2 separate regions of the Pan troglodytes genome follow, and region 2 is linked to region 1. The links are chromatin contacts, called in public HiChIP or PLAC-seq maps. All regions are on one chromosome and are shown on one strand. Each heading gives the region's core, a stretch centred on a gene start, on an enhancer-like site or on the middle of the called end of the contact. The rest is flanking DNA. Distances are from core to core; before and after follow the strand shown. Region 1 holds the start of C11H11orf65 (chromosome 11 C11orf65 homolog). Region 2 holds the start of DDX10 (DEAD-box helicase 10).

Region 1 (4,445 bases), core at 1,616-4,115:
CAAACTGCTAAGCCTCAACAAGAGGATTGATGCCTGGTTGGAGGTCCCTCTGGCCTCCTTTAGGACCACTGCAGGACCTGTGCCTTTGACCCACACCCACTCCTCATGTGTGACATTGTGGTTTTCTACTACATGACATATTTTCCACAATTATAAAAGATTCCATACTCACATCCGGGGGACAGCCTTGGAGTCCCCTATTGTTGGAGTTTGCTCCAGTGCCAAAGCAGAGAGGAAAGAAATGGCATATAATCGTGACTCTTCTCCCTAGGCAAAATGGCATGTAATTGTGACTCTTCTCCCTCGGCACTACAGATATTTCCCCTTTCCTCATGCCAATTCATTTTTGTTTCCTTATCTCTTGTCTTCACATGGTTTATAAAGAAAAATCTTTGCCTCGTAAGTGGAAAGCAAGAATAGTAATTTCATAAATATAATATGATATATTGTATAATAGTAGTAAGACAAAGAAGAGAGAAAAAGAAGAGGAAGAGAATAAGTGGAGAGGGGAAGAGAGAAGGAAGTAAGGAACGATTTCTGTGAAACCACCCAGAAGTTCTTCTGAGTTCTGCGTCTTAGTAAACTGTTCCTAGATTTAAGCAGGTACATATAAATGAATAAACCTAACACTTGACAGTTTCTAGTCTTAATGATCCCTTGTGGCTACTTTAAAGAAAGATACTTTTAAAGAACTGAACAATTTTTACATGTATTAGAGCAATAAGAAAATGTTCTAGCCTGTTATGTAGAAATTGCTGAATTCTTGTGGATCAGGTTAGAGGTAACATAAGTACTCAACAGTAACTATTGTAAATACTTTTTAAAATAATTCAGATAAGCACTACATTAAAAATATGCAGTTTATTAGGTTGATGCAAAAGTAATCGCGGTTTTTGCCATTATGTTTAATTATGTGTGTTTAATGGCAAAAACCGCAATTACTTTTGCACCAACCTAATAATATCTAAACAGCAGTATACCTTAAATTTATTTTTATATTTCATCCAGTACATTTAGGAATTTTTGTTCTGAATTATTTACTGGCTTAGTTTTGCAGTTTTTTAATTTAAAAATTTTAAATTGTGGTAAAATATACATAAATTTATCCTTCTAACTAGTTTCAATTGTACAATTCAGTGGACTTAAGTACATTCACATTGTTGTGTAACTTTGAATTTAATTTTTTTTTTTTTTAGAGGGAATCTTGCTGTGTTGCCAGGCTGAAGTGCAATGGCGCTATCTCGGCTCACTGCAACCAACCTCTGCCTCCCGGGTTCTATCAATTCTCCTGCCTCAGCTTCCTGAGTAGCTGGGACTACAGGCAGCACGCCACCAGGAGATCGAGACCATCCTGGCTAACACAGTAAAACCCCGTCTCTACTAAAAATACAAAAAATTAGCCGGGTATCATGGAGGGCGCCTGTAGTCCCAGCTACTTGGGAGGCTGGGCTAATTTTTGTATTTTTAGTAGAGAGGGGGTTTCACCATGTTGTCCAGGCTGGTCTTGAACTCCTGACCTCAAGTGATCCGCCCACCTCAGCCTCCCAAAGTGCTGGGATTACAGGTGTGAGCCACCACACCTGGCCTGAATTTAAATTTTTTAACCCAGTTTCTATTACACTGAAAATTAAGATATACATAATGTTTCCATGACTATATTTTTACAGTTTATTGTTCATAACTACTGTGTATTAATGCATCAAGGCAACTGCATAAAGAGGAACTGAAGCTCACCCCTTGCTTATGATTGTGATGATTTTAAAGAACTCTGGAAGTTCAGTGAGTCACTGAATTAACCTACCAAGAATTTTTTCTGTACAAATGTTTTCATTATACAGGGAAATTTCTCTTCAGGTGTTTCTTTTCCCTCCTTAAAAGTTTATCTTCCTTACAAACAAATTATATTCCATGCATGAACATAGGACGAACATAGCAAAACTGGGCAGTTCTGAACAAGATTTTTTCACATTGCAATAATCTGTGACCAACTAAAGCACTGCCAAAGTGTCAGACTCAGAATTCAAGCAAGTCAGACTCGCTTTAGATAAGCAGTGCTTGCATTATTTAAGGTCATTTGAAAACTCATTCAAGAGGTCGTCTGTTTTCACTTAAAAGCAGTTTAGCTTAACCAGCTGAAGAGCTTACATTTAGAAATAACACTGGACTGCAAGTCACGTATTCTTTGACCTTGAGCAAGACCTGTCAAATTGCTAGAAGGATCAGTTGTCTCATTTTCAAATGAATAAATTAAACTAATTAAATAGGCCGGGCGCGGTGGTTCACGCCTGTAATCCTAGCACTTTGGGAGGCCAAGGCGGAAGGTGGGGTAGGGGCGGATCGCTGGAGCCCAGGAGTTCAAGACCAGCCTGGACAACATGGAGAAACCCTGTCGCCACTATTAATAAAAATAGAAAAATGAGCCTGACGTGGTGGTGCACTCCTATGGTCCCAGCTACTCGGGAGGCTGACGTGGGAGAATCACCTGAGCCAGGGGAGTTCCAGGCTGCAGTGAGCCGAGATCGCGCCACTGCACTCCAGCCTCGGCCACAGATTGAGACCCTATCTCAAGAAAAATTTTACAAAAATTAACTAAATAGAAAATATTTCATTATATTTCTCAACATCTTTAAGGTTCTTGGTTGAAATGACTGGGCTTTATTATATACTAAGCCCAACTTCGTAGACAATCACTTTGCTTTCCCTTCCAAAATCCTTCGCCTCAAAGCCACTGACAATCGAAAGCGGGCTTCTAACAGAACCAGCAGTCTTCACAAGCGGTTGGTCTATATCCCCAGCACTTTGTCAGAGCGCGAATAGAGGAAAGGCGGGGCCTAGAAGGCGGGGCTAGGAGGGCAATGGGGCGGGACAGAATGGATTGAGTTACGTCATTTCCGCCTGCGACGTTACCTAGGAGTCCAGCGGCGCCCGGGCCAGCAGCGATTGGTAGGTGAAGGGAATAGTGTCCCTTCTCTCAGCGCGTACTACTGTTCCGGTAGCCTTTGTGCCCACTGGTTTGAGCCTTCGTTGTTTCAAGGCCCTAAAGAACCCATACCCTTGATACCATTCCCCATCCGCCCCTCTTAAGGACGTTTCATTCCTCTAAAGCCCTCCCAGCGAGGCCTCCAGCTGGTTTACAGTCCTGCCCGGGAGTAACCCCTTCCTCAGAGCTCCTTTCCTCGCCCTCGGTGAAGTTGCGTCGGGCTGGTTGACAAGTCCTTACTGCTCATACTGCGCCTTCACAGATCCCCACACCCCAATCCTCCGCAAAGATATTACTCCGTCCACCTTCCCGCTGACCGGGAAGTACACATTAATCTTCCTTAGATTTTTCCTCATTTCTTTCCTTTGCCCCCTCCCATTTGTTTTACGTCTTTTCAGTTTTTTTAGAGATGGAAAAGGGAAACCCGTTTTTAAAGAATAGGTTAGTTGTTTTTCTTCTCCTGCCCCTAGCATCAAGGACCACAGGTAAAAAGGAAAAGCGAAATTACGAAACTTATAAAGGCCACGGGAATCATTTGTTTATTCAATAAATTTAGTAGAGGAAACAAAATAGGACGTATACAGGTTCCAATTCAAGCAAAGTAACGATTGTTTGCTGCTTTAAAAGTGAAACCAAGAATCCAAACACGTCTTGTGGGCTTTTTTCCACGAAGCATAAAAATAAATAAGTGAAAACATCATCTATTATGATAAAAAATTTTATTGATTAGGGATATAATAAGCTTGGAAAATACTTATCTGTGAATCTACAAGTGGCACATGGGTGTAGTAAAATACTTCACTGCCTGAGCAGTTGTTTGATAGTACATTTTATTTGGTTAGTTTTTTGTTGTTGTTTTTGAGAAGGCATCTCGCTGTGTTGCCCAGGCTGAGTGCAGTGGCGTGATCTCAGTTCACTGCAACCTCTGCCTCCCGGGTTCAAGCTATTCTCCTGCCTCAGCCTTCCGAGTAGCTGTGACTGCAAGTGTGCGCCACCACACCCAGTTTATTTTTGTATTTTTAGTAGAGACAGGGTTTCACCATATTGGCCAGGCTGGTCTCAAACCCCTGACTTAAGGTGATCTGCCCACCTTGGCCTCCCAAAATGTTAGGATTACAGGCGTGAGCCACCAGACCCGGCCTGGTAGTACATTTTAGTATCTTAAAACTTACGAAGGGTTTTCACAATGGTTAATTTATCTGGAGCATCATAATAACCATATAAAGTCGATCTTATTTCTTATCTAAAGCCAGCAACGGTCCCACCCTCCTTTCTGCTCCAGATGGTGTCCTCTTACACCTACTCAAAGGTTTTACCCTTTAACTTATCCCTTTTTTTTTGCCCCTTTAAGTTCTCCGTCACTTTAATTTCTCCCTCACTACTGGATGGTACATTTTAACATGCTTTAGAATCTGTCGTTTTTTGTTGTTGTTGTTGTTTTTTTAGACCGAGTTTCACTCTTGTT
Region 2 (4,622 bases), core at 485-2,984, 200 kb before region 1:
AGAGGCAAGAAACAGATTCTCCCCTAGAACCTCTGGAGGGAGCAAGTCCCTGCTGACACCTTGATTTTGGCCCAGTGAAACTGATTTCAGACGTATGGCCTCCAGAACTGTGACAAGGTAAATCTCTGTTGTTGCTGGGCTTTTTTGTTTGTTTGTTTGTTTGAGACAGAGTCTCACTCATCTCACCCAGTCTGGAGTGCAATGGTGCGATCTGGGCTCACTGCAACCTCTGCCTCCCGGGTTCAAGCGATTCTCTTGCCTCAGCCTCCCAAGTAGCTGGGATTACAGTCACCCACCACTACGCCCAGCTAATTTTTTTGTATTTTTAGTAGAGGCGGGGTTTCACCATGTTGGTCAGGCTGGTCTCGAACTCCTGACCTCAAGATCTCTGTTGTTTTAAGCCGCCAAGTTTGTGGTAATTTGTTACAATGGCAACCTTAGTTCCAAGAATGTTCCATCTGTTAAATCCCTGATTGTACTGCACTAGAAGGGGGCTGAGAAGCTGAATGATGTGGGTGAAGACCAACAAACATGGGATTTAGGGAAAGGGAAAAGAGGAATTGACAGACCTGTGGAGTCTGGAGGTTGGGGGAAGAAGTCAGGAGGTCAAAGTGATCATTACAGGTATACTCATCTGGGAACACCAGCTACAATGTGGGGATGATAGGTGACAGAAACAGACCAGCGGTCCAGCTTTTCTAGGCCAATTCTTGGATGGGGACATGAAGCCTGTGGAGAAAATGAGGTGGGCACAGGAAGGAGCATAGATGATGTTGAGGGATGCAGTCTGGCTTCATGGTTAAAAGCAAAGGCTTTGGGATTAGAAAGACATGGATCTAGCTTCCAATTCCACACCACCTACTAAGCGTGAAAGATTCGGACAAGTTTCATTCCTCTTAGAACCTCAATTATCTCATCTGTTAAATAGGATTATTAATATCCATACCTCAGATCAAGTCAAACAATTACTGTAAGCACATGGTGAGTGCTTAAAAATGTAGGTGTCATTATTACCATTATTGTCATCAGTATTATTAATATGAATATGACTGTAGCTATTACAGCATTAGTCTCCCTACCCTTAGGTACGGCCGCATTTCTATTACTTTTTTAGGAACAGTGTGGCAAGCAGAAGAGTGGCCAGAACGGTGCAGAGGTTTGAGCTGTGGCACCCGGCGTGACCTCTCATTCCCGGCCGGGTCCCGGTGACAGATCCGCCACCTCCACTCTGCAACTCCTCGCCGCAGTGAGACGCTGCCCCGCTGCTGGCCGGCCCGAGCCCCCTCCCCAGCGCCGGCCCCACCTTTTCATAGTTCTGCATGAGGCGGCTGATACTCTCGCGCTCGACCTGCCATTCGGGTTTCTTCAGTTGCTTCCTCAACTGCTTCTTTTTGTTCTGCCTATGGCTGTGTTTTTTCTTCCAGCGATTGAAGTTCCGCACCGGGTCGGGTCGGGCTCCCGAACCCGGAGAGTCGGCAGTTTTGCCCATTGCGGCGGCGGCGACAGCTCGGATTAACCCCCGACACGAGACACCTAAGACCAGACTCACGGAACCAGCATGGGACAAACGCACAGAGGCGCATGCGCGAACCCAGAAGCCCGCCCCCGAGCTTTTGAAACCGGGGCACGCGCCAATGACGTCAGGAAAAGGAGGGCTGTGATTGGCGAATTGGCTCCTGCTGGGAGGAGCAGCCTGGGGAAACGGGGGCGCAGCACTCCAAGGAAGGGGGCGAGCTGAGCGGCGCCGGGAGCACGCCGGCTCTTTAAAAAAAAACGCATGCGCACTGTTGTTGTTACTACGGTGACGTCATACACTGACCCTTTAAGGGCTATTAACACATTTGCTCCAGGTTCAACTTTGCTAAGCGTTTGTGAGTATGTGTGTAAACACATACAATCTGTGAATGAAAATTGTGACCCTCGTTTTGCACTTTTCGGGCCAACGAGCCAAAAGATTTGCCCAGAAGTAAACAGCTAGTTAATGACTTCTGATTTCCATCCATGGTGGTTGTACTTCCTCAGGAATAAAAATGAATATTCTGTATTCTTCTTATGCCCCTCTGGGTTTTCCTTTTCCTCTGGGCCCCTCAGACTCTAGCTGCAACAGCAAGGAAACTGGAACGGAATCAAATTGAATTTGCCTTAAAATGCTTTTATGGAGACAAAATGATAACTAAACGTAAGGAGGTAGGTAATAGAGGCCGGGCACGGTGGCTCACGCCTGTAATTCCAGCAATTTGGGAGGTCGAGGTGGGTGGATCACCTGAGGTCAGGAGGTCGAGACCAGCCTGGCCAATATGGTGAAGCCCTGTCTCTGCTAAAAATACAAAAATTATCCAGGCGTGGTGGTGCACACCTATAATCCTAGCTACTTGGGAGGCTGAGGCAGGAGAATCGCTTGAACCCCGGGGGCGGAGGTTACAGTGAGCCAAGATCGCCCCACTTCACCACAGCCTGGGTGAAAGAGTGAAACTCCGTCAAAAAAAAAAGGAGGTAATAGAAAAGTTATTGCAAGTTGGACATTTAAGTGAACTGGCTTTCAATGAATTGAATTTTTTGACACATTTACCTACAGCCTCCAGGAAAACACCGGATGTGGGTGGGAGAGCTTAGCTGTAGCAAAGGAGATTGGAAAATTGAGTTCAAAGTTCACAGGCAGAATTTTGGGCCCTCAAATTTCCTTTCCAACCCCACATATCCAGATCACTACTCTCAACTCTATGCCCATCCTCCAAACAAGACATGGCTTATTGGAAGGGAGTGAGGACAGGAGGTGAACAAGAGAATTTCCACACTCAGGGACACTAGATGTGGTAGACAGTAAAGCTCAATAAGGAGTGATTACATAAAAGTGTATATACATCCTCAAAAAATTAAAAATAGAACTCCACGTGAGCCAGCAATTTCACTTCTGGGTATGTATAGCCAAAATAATCGAAAGCAGGGTCTCAGATATTTGCATACCGTGTTCACCACAGCACTATAGCTAAAATGTGGAAGCAACCCAGGTGTCTATCAACTGATGAATGAGTAAACAAAACATAATATGTACCTAAAATGGAATATTATTCAGCCTTCATAAAGAAGGAATTTCTGACACATGCCACAACGTGGATAAACTTTAAGAATATTAAGCTAAGTGAAATAAGCCAGTCACAAAAGGACAAATACTATATATGGTTCTATTTATATGAGAAACTTAGAGTTGTCAAAATGATAGAGAAAGTAGACTTGTGGTTGCCAGGGACTCAGGCAACCAGGGGGTTACTGTTTAATCAGTGCAGAGTTCCAGTTTGGCAAGATGAAAAGAGTTCTGCAGATTGGTTGCACAACAATGAGAATGTATTTAATGCAACTGAATTGTATACTTACAAATGGCTAAAATGGTAAATTTTATGTGATGTGTATTTTACTACATATGTATACCACATATGCATACCTACAGAACGATAAGGCCCTCAGCTATAACTCACTTTTTTCCTAAAACTGTAGGAGTCAGGCATGTATGCACCCCAGGCAAGAAACTGGAAGGTTCAACTCTAGGAAAACTGAATGTCCAAGAGAAAGACCTCAATAACATCTAGGGGCCAGGCACGGTGGCTCACAGCTATAATCCCAGCACTTTCCGAGGCCAAGGTGGGAGGATTGCTTGAACCCGGAAGTTCGAGACCAGCCTGGGCAACATAGTGAGACCTTGTCTGTACCAAAATTCAAAAAAATTAGCCGAGCTTGGTTGCACACACCTGTAGTCCCAGAAACTAGGGGGCCAAGGCAGGAAGTTCACTTGAGCCTACAGAAGTCAAGGCTGCAGTAAGCCCTGATACTGCCACTGCACTCCAGGCTGGGTGACAGAGCCAGACTCTGTCTCAAAAAAAAAAAACAAAAACAAAAAGAGAGAGAAAGAAAAAAGACATTTTGGCAGCAGCCAAATAAATGACAACTCTCTAACCACCCCATTGCTCTTTAGTGAAACTTATCAGTTAATAAGCCCTCCGTTCACTCATTTCTAATCAGCCTTATTCTTAAATATGGGCTAATAACCAAAGACCAACAAATATTTTAGGAAATCCTTTAACTTAAAAGTTTTAAGCCAAAATTAGTAAACTAATGCAGAGAGCAAAATAGGCCTTCAAAAAAAAATCACTATCAATATTCTTAGGAAAATAAGGCCTCATATCCAAGAAATAAAAACAGGGAATACTCAGAGAACAAAACAAAACTCTTCATAGAAGTCATTTTGTTTGTTAAATAAACCAAATTGTTAACATACAATAGTGGAAAATTCAAATTTTAGTCACAAGAACTCAATATCACATTCCAAAGTCATTAGGATTTAATAATTTGTGATGAAAATAGTTCATATATTGATCACTTAAAGTGACAGCTTTATGATGGTTTCTATGCTTAGTTGCTCCAATACCTTCTTTTCTGTAGAAATGACCCCTAGATAGGCTTCCAATTGTGATATTGAGGACATTAAATATGTTTTAACACATTTTAAGACTATATTCTCCACTGCCAACCAATATTCACAAAGATCCTAAAGAACTAAAAAAAAAAAAAAAAAAAAAAAAAAAAAAATTTGGAAATGCGCCTGGTAACTACGGCTATTGATACAAATA

What was found. HiChIP or PLAC-seq counts read pairs in DNA pulled down with a chosen protein or histone mark.
Region 2: a contact with region 1 is called in an H3K4me3 HiChIP or PLAC-seq map of stem cell-derived excitatory neurons, with 2.4 times the contacts expected there. The contact joins the promoter of DDX10 here to the promoter of C11H11orf65 in region 1. A contact is called at or near these places in 1 of 7 Hi-C or Micro-C datasets (stem cell-derived neural progenitor cells) and 1 of 1 datasets of contacts at active chromatin or transcription factors (stem cell-derived excitatory neurons).

The regions. Positions count from the first base shown.
Region 1 is chr9:110,449,058-110,453,502 of NHGRI_mPanTro3-v2.0_pri, reverse strand. It overlaps C11H11orf65 (chromosome 11 C11orf65 homolog), which reads left to right and starts at 2,865. Exons shown (of 9, transcript XM_063783395.1): 1 at 2,865-2,943.
Region 2 is chr9:110,644,993-110,649,614 of NHGRI_mPanTro3-v2.0_pri, reverse strand. It overlaps DDX10 (DEAD-box helicase 10), which reads right to left and starts at 1,734. Exons shown (of 18, transcript XM_009424123.5): 1 at 1,304-1,734. The coding sequence starts at 1,489.